Regions from separate parts of the Bombyx mori genome. Here region 1 is linked to region 2. The links are chromatin contacts, called in public Hi-C maps. All regions are on one chromosome and are shown on one strand. Each heading gives the region's core, a stretch centred on a gene start, on an enhancer-like site or on the middle of the called end of the contact. The rest is flanking DNA. Distances are from core to core; before and after follow the strand shown. Region 1 overlaps LOC119628988 (23 kDa integral membrane protein). Region 2 holds the start of LOC119628988 (23 kDa integral membrane protein).

Evidence for each region. A called contact is a pair of places that touch in the nucleus more often than the background predicts.
Region 1: a contact with region 2 is called in a Hi-C map of midgut, with 1.6 times the contacts expected there. The contact joins the enhancer-like site here to the promoter of LOC119628988 in region 2. A contact is called at or near these places in 2 of 7 Hi-C or Micro-C datasets (midgut and whole pupa).

What each region holds. Positions count from the first base shown.
Region 1 is chr10:14,784,473-14,788,019 of ASM3026992v2, reverse strand. The region is part of intron 5 of LOC119628988 (23 kDa integral membrane protein); the gene reads right to left. Among protein-coding and RNA genes, the nearest start is that of LOC101741699, 12 kb to the left of the region's middle. Within about 2 kb of position 1,344, at least 6 of the 8 cell types and tissues checked have open chromatin away from gene starts, as enhancers often do.
Region 2 is chr10:14,749,273-14,752,804 of ASM3026992v2, reverse strand. LOC119628988 (23 kDa integral membrane protein) reads right to left here and starts at 1,497. Exons shown (of 6, transcript XM_062670727.1): 1 at 1,382-1,497. It overlaps LOC101741846, which reads right to left and starts at 2,094. Exons shown (of 1, transcript XM_004921556.4): 1 at 1-2,094. The coding sequence starts at 1,783.

The DNA of each region.
Region 1 (3,547 bases), core at 95-2,594, 35 kb before region 2:
TTCATTTGCATTTCACAAATTCTGGCGTTACCGATATTTAAATTATCGCGGTCATGGAAAACGCTCGATTCTAAAGGAATTATGTACTTAGATGTATTTGGGTAAAAAGACAATGTATTTAACCACCTTTTTCTCCTCCATTAAAAAAAAACTTATCTTTATTTGGTTAGTAACTACTGACGAGCGTCATAGTTTTTTTTTTTTAGCATATTTTTCGGAGTTTTATGAATAAATAAAAATATACAAAATGTATCTAAATCTTCAGTTGTCATTGATTCCGGTCGAAATTCCATCATTGGACGAACACTAGTAGTCTCAATGACCCGCAAAGATACTAAATACAAATAAAATATACGTAATTCTAGTTTACTGATTATGTTTACAGTAAACTGGGTAGGAACGATCCTCCAATTAATGATTAATTATTATTGCAATCGACACGTTTATGCCGTAATTCTAAACCATTAATTGAAGGAATACGAACGCTTTGATGAACGTTACAATTTTTTTAAATCTTTGATGGAAATTTTGGACTTGTTTTAGACCTTTTAAGATTTTTATTATGCGTCATGACTACCTGCAACGTTTGTGTCACAAAGATTTATTTAAAATCTTACTTAGATTATTAATTGGAAATCAGAAATCAAAACAACACCCACGACCATCTGGTTATTTCTGTCCCAAAAATTAAATCATAGATAGGTTAATTATTATTATAGTTTAAAAACTTTTTATTTGTGAAATGAATTCATACATACCTACAATACTTATCATTTTCAGGAGGAAATAAATGACTCTGCTGATCGCAGCAAAAGTGTTTGACTTAGTAAAATATTATTTATTGAAAACTATGACGAAAAGATGTTGTTAGCGCCTCTAGCAAATTTTACTTCATGGATGTGAATTTTACTGTGGTCCTGGGATCCTAACATCTCGAATAATTCTGAGAATACTGAAGGAAAATAACTTTTTCAAATCACAGCGATTCCATACGTTGCGATTACAAGGGCAGGATTGCTCAAAAAGGCAGCTACCAATGAGATTTCACCTCAAATAGTACTCTACACTCGCATCGTGGTGCCTATAGATTTGAATAGCCCCTTGATATCAGAAAGGCCATGCGTTCGACCATCTTCCCGTATATAAAGTATAATTTGACTAGTATTTCTTGCTCAATCAAAAGACGGGTAACGGGTTAGACGGGTTAACGCTTATCACAATTACGTGCACAAAATAATAGCAGATGAGTTAAAAAAAACTTCAGGCATCAAACAATACATTCAAACATTAAAAACGCCAGTAATCCGACCTTCATGGGTGTAATTTACGCACCCGCGAAGTGACATCACTACAAAATGGCGCGGGCGCATTCAGCAGAAAATGACGTAAGCTCCAAGGTCATGACCAATTCAAGACCGGTTTTTAATAAAACAAGTGAAATATAATTTATATTATGATGGTGTTATAAATTCTAATTTTAAACAGTATTAAGGCGGACCGAGTCACACAGTTTGGGTCATCTCTAAAAAAACCTCCGATGCAAATAATTCCAATAACATAATTACCTTTGTCATAAATTTAATTATTGGAGTACACTGCCCGCCATATCGATATCGTGGCAATAAGCTACTACAGCCCTCCTCCTCCTCGAGTCGTGTTCCTCATGTCTGAGGGTCGTGACCACCATCACCCATGAGCTTCAATCTTAGGATCTTTTTCCACTTTCCCCTGTCCACGGCGTCATGCAGCGCGCTGTACACTGTACTGTCCAAAGCGGTGCGGATCTGGTCGGACCAACGAGTATGGCTGCGGCCTCTAGATCTGTTGCCTTCAACTTTCCCTGTGATCATAAGTTTTTCCAGGTTATCGCCGTCTTTCCTCGCAATGTGACCAAAATATTCGAGGATCCGCTTCAGACATACAGTAGACAGTCTGATTTTGATGCCCAGTTGCTTCAATATCGACACGTTAGTCCGGAAGGCTGTCCACGGAATTCTTAGCATGCGTCTCCAACACCACATTTCGAAAGCATCGATGCGCATTCGGTCTGCTGCTTTCAACGTCCATGTCTCAGCTCCATACAAGAAGATAGAGAAAACAAGAGTCCGCACCAGTCTGGTTTTAGTTTTCAGGCCTATCCCTCTATTCTTCCAGATCTTCTGTAGCTGAGACATCGCACTTTTAGCCATTCCGATACGTCGGCGCACGTCAGTTTCACATGAGCCTTTGTTGCTGATGCAGGACCCGAGATACACGAATTCGTCTACAACCTCTAATCCAAGCGCCCCATTCAATCTTAGAACATTTGCACGATCCACCACCATTAATTTCGTTTTTGATCTATTTATGGAGAGGCCTAGGCTGTTGCTGATACGTTCCATTTTGCTGAAGAAAAGAGACATTTCCGGTTCGTCTGCAGCTAGCAGGGTCGTGTCATCGGCATATCGGAGATTTGTAATATGAGCTCCACCAATGCGCACACCTCCCGACCAATCTTCACAAGTCTGCCGCATGATGGCTTACACTGCAAAATCGACTGTGCTATCCTTAATGAAGTCATTAATGTTAGTTATTTTAATTAATGTTTTCTATCTGCTCGTATGACTAGTAAATGGTGGAAACTTGTTTGTTTTTTGTATTTTACATTACATGTATTCGTACTGTTTCTTCCCAATTAAAAAACTGGAAGCTACTATTGCTTCCTAGCTGAAATAGTTGGTGAAATACTAGCCAGTGTAAGGAGTGAAAAGCCATAATACATCTTTAAATCTACCGCAAGGTAAACTAGGTACTGCCAAGTGTGAGGAGGCACCTAGTAAACCTCTTTACCAAGTTAGATGGTCTCGCGTTTGTATTTTAATGAAAAAAACAGTTCAGTAATCCTTTCAAGGTCACGGAGCTGATAACAAAAAAAGACTTAAAAGTTTATTTATTATAATATGTATCTGTTACAGTCAATTATAGGATCGCGAATGTAGTTAAAACTTTGTTGTACAAATACACTTTTCTACACAGTTTTTTTTATATTTTTATCACAGTATTCTACATGGTTCCCATGCCATGTTTTTGCAATCATCGGTATTGCGGTAAAAATTGATGTTTTCAATACATTTAGGGCCACAGCATAGCGATTTCGTCAATAGGTACATACTCATAACTCAGAATACCTACAGAAAAAACCGTAACTTTTATCTGTATTCTGAGACTCATAATAGTATCTATCTATTAAAAAAATATTGTGCAATCATAAAGATGAATCTTGTGATTCATTTCAGACAGAATAACATTCGTAGTGAAAACAATATTATTCTTATAACAAATAACTTGGGTAGATACGTTTTAATAGAAATCATAATGTATTTAATGCGCCTAAAGGGTTTAGCAGAAAAACGTTGAGCATAACAGCCCCTGGCTAGGATCTAATGCTCGGAATGAATGTTGGCAGCACATACTAGATATAAACTCGTCGTAGACTGAAAAAAGGACTCAAAGTCTCAAAGACTTTGTGGAAACCACAATTTATATAATTAAAACATTTTCTACATGT
Region 2 (3,532 bases), core at 248-2,747:
CTGCAGCAGCAAGATCCTTTCCTTCGGTGCCCTGGTCAAAATTTAAAGCACCATAAATCCATAACAAATATCGATTTTTACTGTGAACATTTAAAGCTCTCAACAAAAAATTTTTGGCTTCCATGTTATTACCTTCTTCAAGGAGTCTCAGAACTTTAGTAAGTAATACGGCAGGACTTTGTTCTGCGACAGTTAAGTTATTTTCAAGGTGTTTCTCGGCTAACTTCCTATAACCAGCTATTCGACATCTAGCCACTAATGTCAAACTAACTGCGCGCGGGGAAGGAGGTCGTGGAGCGAACGAGGCTGTCACTGCTCTTCTACAGGCAACATGCTGATGTGTTACCGTATCTTGCAAATCAATAACTGAACAATTTCCCGCTGGAAACTGTTTGAGCAAAGACCTCACTCGCATCAGTAAACGATTTGCTGCAGATCTTTTGATACCTTGGTTCATCGGAATTGTACCTTTACAAGCCAGATCACTTAATTCTTGGTGTACTGTTAGAGCGCCGCCTTCGCTCCTTATTCGTCTAACATCAATCGTTTGATCTTCTGGAGGCGGCTCTACCGTTAGCTCGTTCACAGGTACAGTAGAGCCATCGGTAACAGGAAAATCTATTCGTTCGTAAAGTGAAACCATTTTGGCTTTCGGGACTAATGGTTCGAACAAATCAAATCTTATGACAAAATAAGCGCCGTGACCGTATTCATCAGTTACAGTGTTTATCTCTCTAGCACTAGCTTTTGCGCTTGCCGGTGGAAGATCTAATAACGGACCTACGTTCTCCGGTAGTTCAGATTCATTATAATACATCAATTGGGCACCGACCGTCACACCAAATTGACCTGGTTCCAACAAAACTCCGGCGTCAACGAAACCCATGAATCTACCGCGAACATCAATTTTTCCAAATCTAGGTACTCCAGCCATTTCTACATAGAATGGAAAACGTAGTCTTTCTTGCAATAAATTGGGGTCAATCAATACACGTTTCATTGAGTACCAATAAAAACGGTTACATTCAGATGTTTTCGAAGGTATTATTACATTTTCAGGAAAATAAATATCTTCGTTTGGAATTTCAAATTCGGTGTTTGCAGCTTGAGCTGCATTCGAAACATCAGCCCAAACAATTTTTTTGGCTTCAGGAAAACTTAATGAATTACCAAAATTCATAACATTTTGCGTTAAGCTGTCCAAGCCAATTGCTCCCAGATAAACCGTTCCATCTTTAGCGTTAGGAAGACAATGAACAGATAACAAAGTTATCATCAACGGAACGCGATTGTTTTCTGAATAACCGCGGGCTTCTAAATGAGCTATTACGCTGCAGTTTGTACGGTCACCGTTATGAATCAAAACAAGGGGAACTCTTACCTTTATCTCTTGCTCTCCCAATACAAAAGGCATCAAATCAACATTACCACCTGCCCAATTATCTGAATTCAATAACGGATCGACATCCTTAGCTCCTTTTCCCGAAACAGAACGAAGAATAACAACTATAGGACTATCGGCAACCATTAATTGATGATCTGGATCATTTAAGTTTACTGGAAAATATTCTATTTCAATTACGCTCTCAGTGTACCATTTTGTGGTCATCACAACTTGTCCGTTGAAGAAAACTAAGAATATCCATTCGCCGGAACTTGGTGGCTCGCCGATCATTTGCAGGAGAATGCTGATGTTACGTGGTGGAATAAGAATACCATCATCTTCCGCCACCACGCTTGATTTTTCTGTATTTGTATTTTTTATTTTTTGTAAATCTTTCATTTGGATGGCTTCAGGGAATATCCGATTTTTTGCTTCACAATGGTGAATGCTATGCCTATGTTTTATGCAGAAATGGAAAAATTAGGTTAATCGTTATAATTCCACACTAAATGAGTTTGATTTATACCTCATTTATCATTATAAATTATGGATACATTAGATTTACAACAATTAATAATAGCGGTTTTCGTATTTGTCAAATATAACGTCTTGCTTTTGTATTAATGATATTACAATTAACATTTATAAGGAATCATAGATAGGTTTCATACTTCAGTGTATGGAATGCAATTTTAGTTTTGACTTTGACATAAAGTACAGTTTAAAGTTGTAGTCACAAAACTATTTAAAGTTTTACATTTTTTTAATAAATTAAATAAAAACTTTTTGCCTTGTAAACATTGCACTACAGTTGGTATCTGAGTTATTAAGCAAGTCCACTGCATAGCAAAGAATACAGTTAGAGAGTAAAAAGAAGATATGCTGTATAGTGAAGTCATAAACAACAGCATACGAAAATTATGAAAATGAACAATAATTATTAGAATAATAGTAAACACGATTCAAGTTTTTATCTGGTGTGCTTCAGACCATCCGTAATTTCCAACAATTAGATATATTGCTAAAACAATGGACAACGACTGCCCGATAAAAATAGTAAACATGTAAAATTTTTAAATAAAAATATTTTTTAAGAGAACCTTAACAGAAATTGTTATAAAAAAATTCAAAATAAAATTATGAAATTAAATAACTTAATCCTGATAGTCTAGTCATTATAGGGCAGCGGTCGGGGAACCGGGGTAAATTACCCCAAATGGGGTAAAATTCATTTTAAATTTCATTTTTGGGGGGTAAAAATGAAACTTTTGTGAGTAAAAAGTATTTAGTGAAGTGAAACTTCTTTAGAATCGTTGTGATTTCAAACTCGATGAAACGAAATGAAACGAAACGAAAAAATAAGTCCATAGAGATACAAACACATAAATGTATAGGATTCAGCCGGCGAGAGAATGAGATCGAAAACATTATTTGGAAACACAAAGTTCACGTGATTGACTCAGGTATTTTATTGTAGGCATCGTTAGCCGCGATTGGCTTGCCGAAGCGGCTCCGAGCGGAGCCGACAAATCACAAAGCGAAATTTCCCGAAAAAAATCATTTAAATAAAAAAAACTTTTTTATGGGGGCTATATATAAAATTGAAACTAGTTTTTTCCTCTAATAATACAAGAAATATATCATATGAATTATAAAATAACAAGAAATTATCATTTACTTATATTTTCTGAGGGGAGGATTTTTTTTCCTCAACTGTATATTACATAATTATATTACTATTATTACCGTTATGTATTACTAGGTGTAATACCTTGATAAATTGAATAAATGATGTTTAAATTAAATTTTTAGTTATTATTTTCTTTTCATAATTATCATAGGGGCTATAATATGAAAGATGCTAAAAAGAAGTGATTTCGTTTTTTTTTTGTTCTTCGTGGGGTAATATCAACTTACACAAAAATATTTTGGGGTAATAATTAAAAAAGTTCCCCGACCGCTGTTATAGGGGATTGACCTCGGAATCCATAGAAAACGAAATATTTACAAAAAATGTAAAAAAAATGATTTTGTGATCTTTGACCCCTGGCTTTAAAACTTGCGACCATCCAATTATATAATATATTATGTGAATTTTGAGAATAGATGCCAAAATACAAGTTTTTACGTGCTAATATACTGGGTATG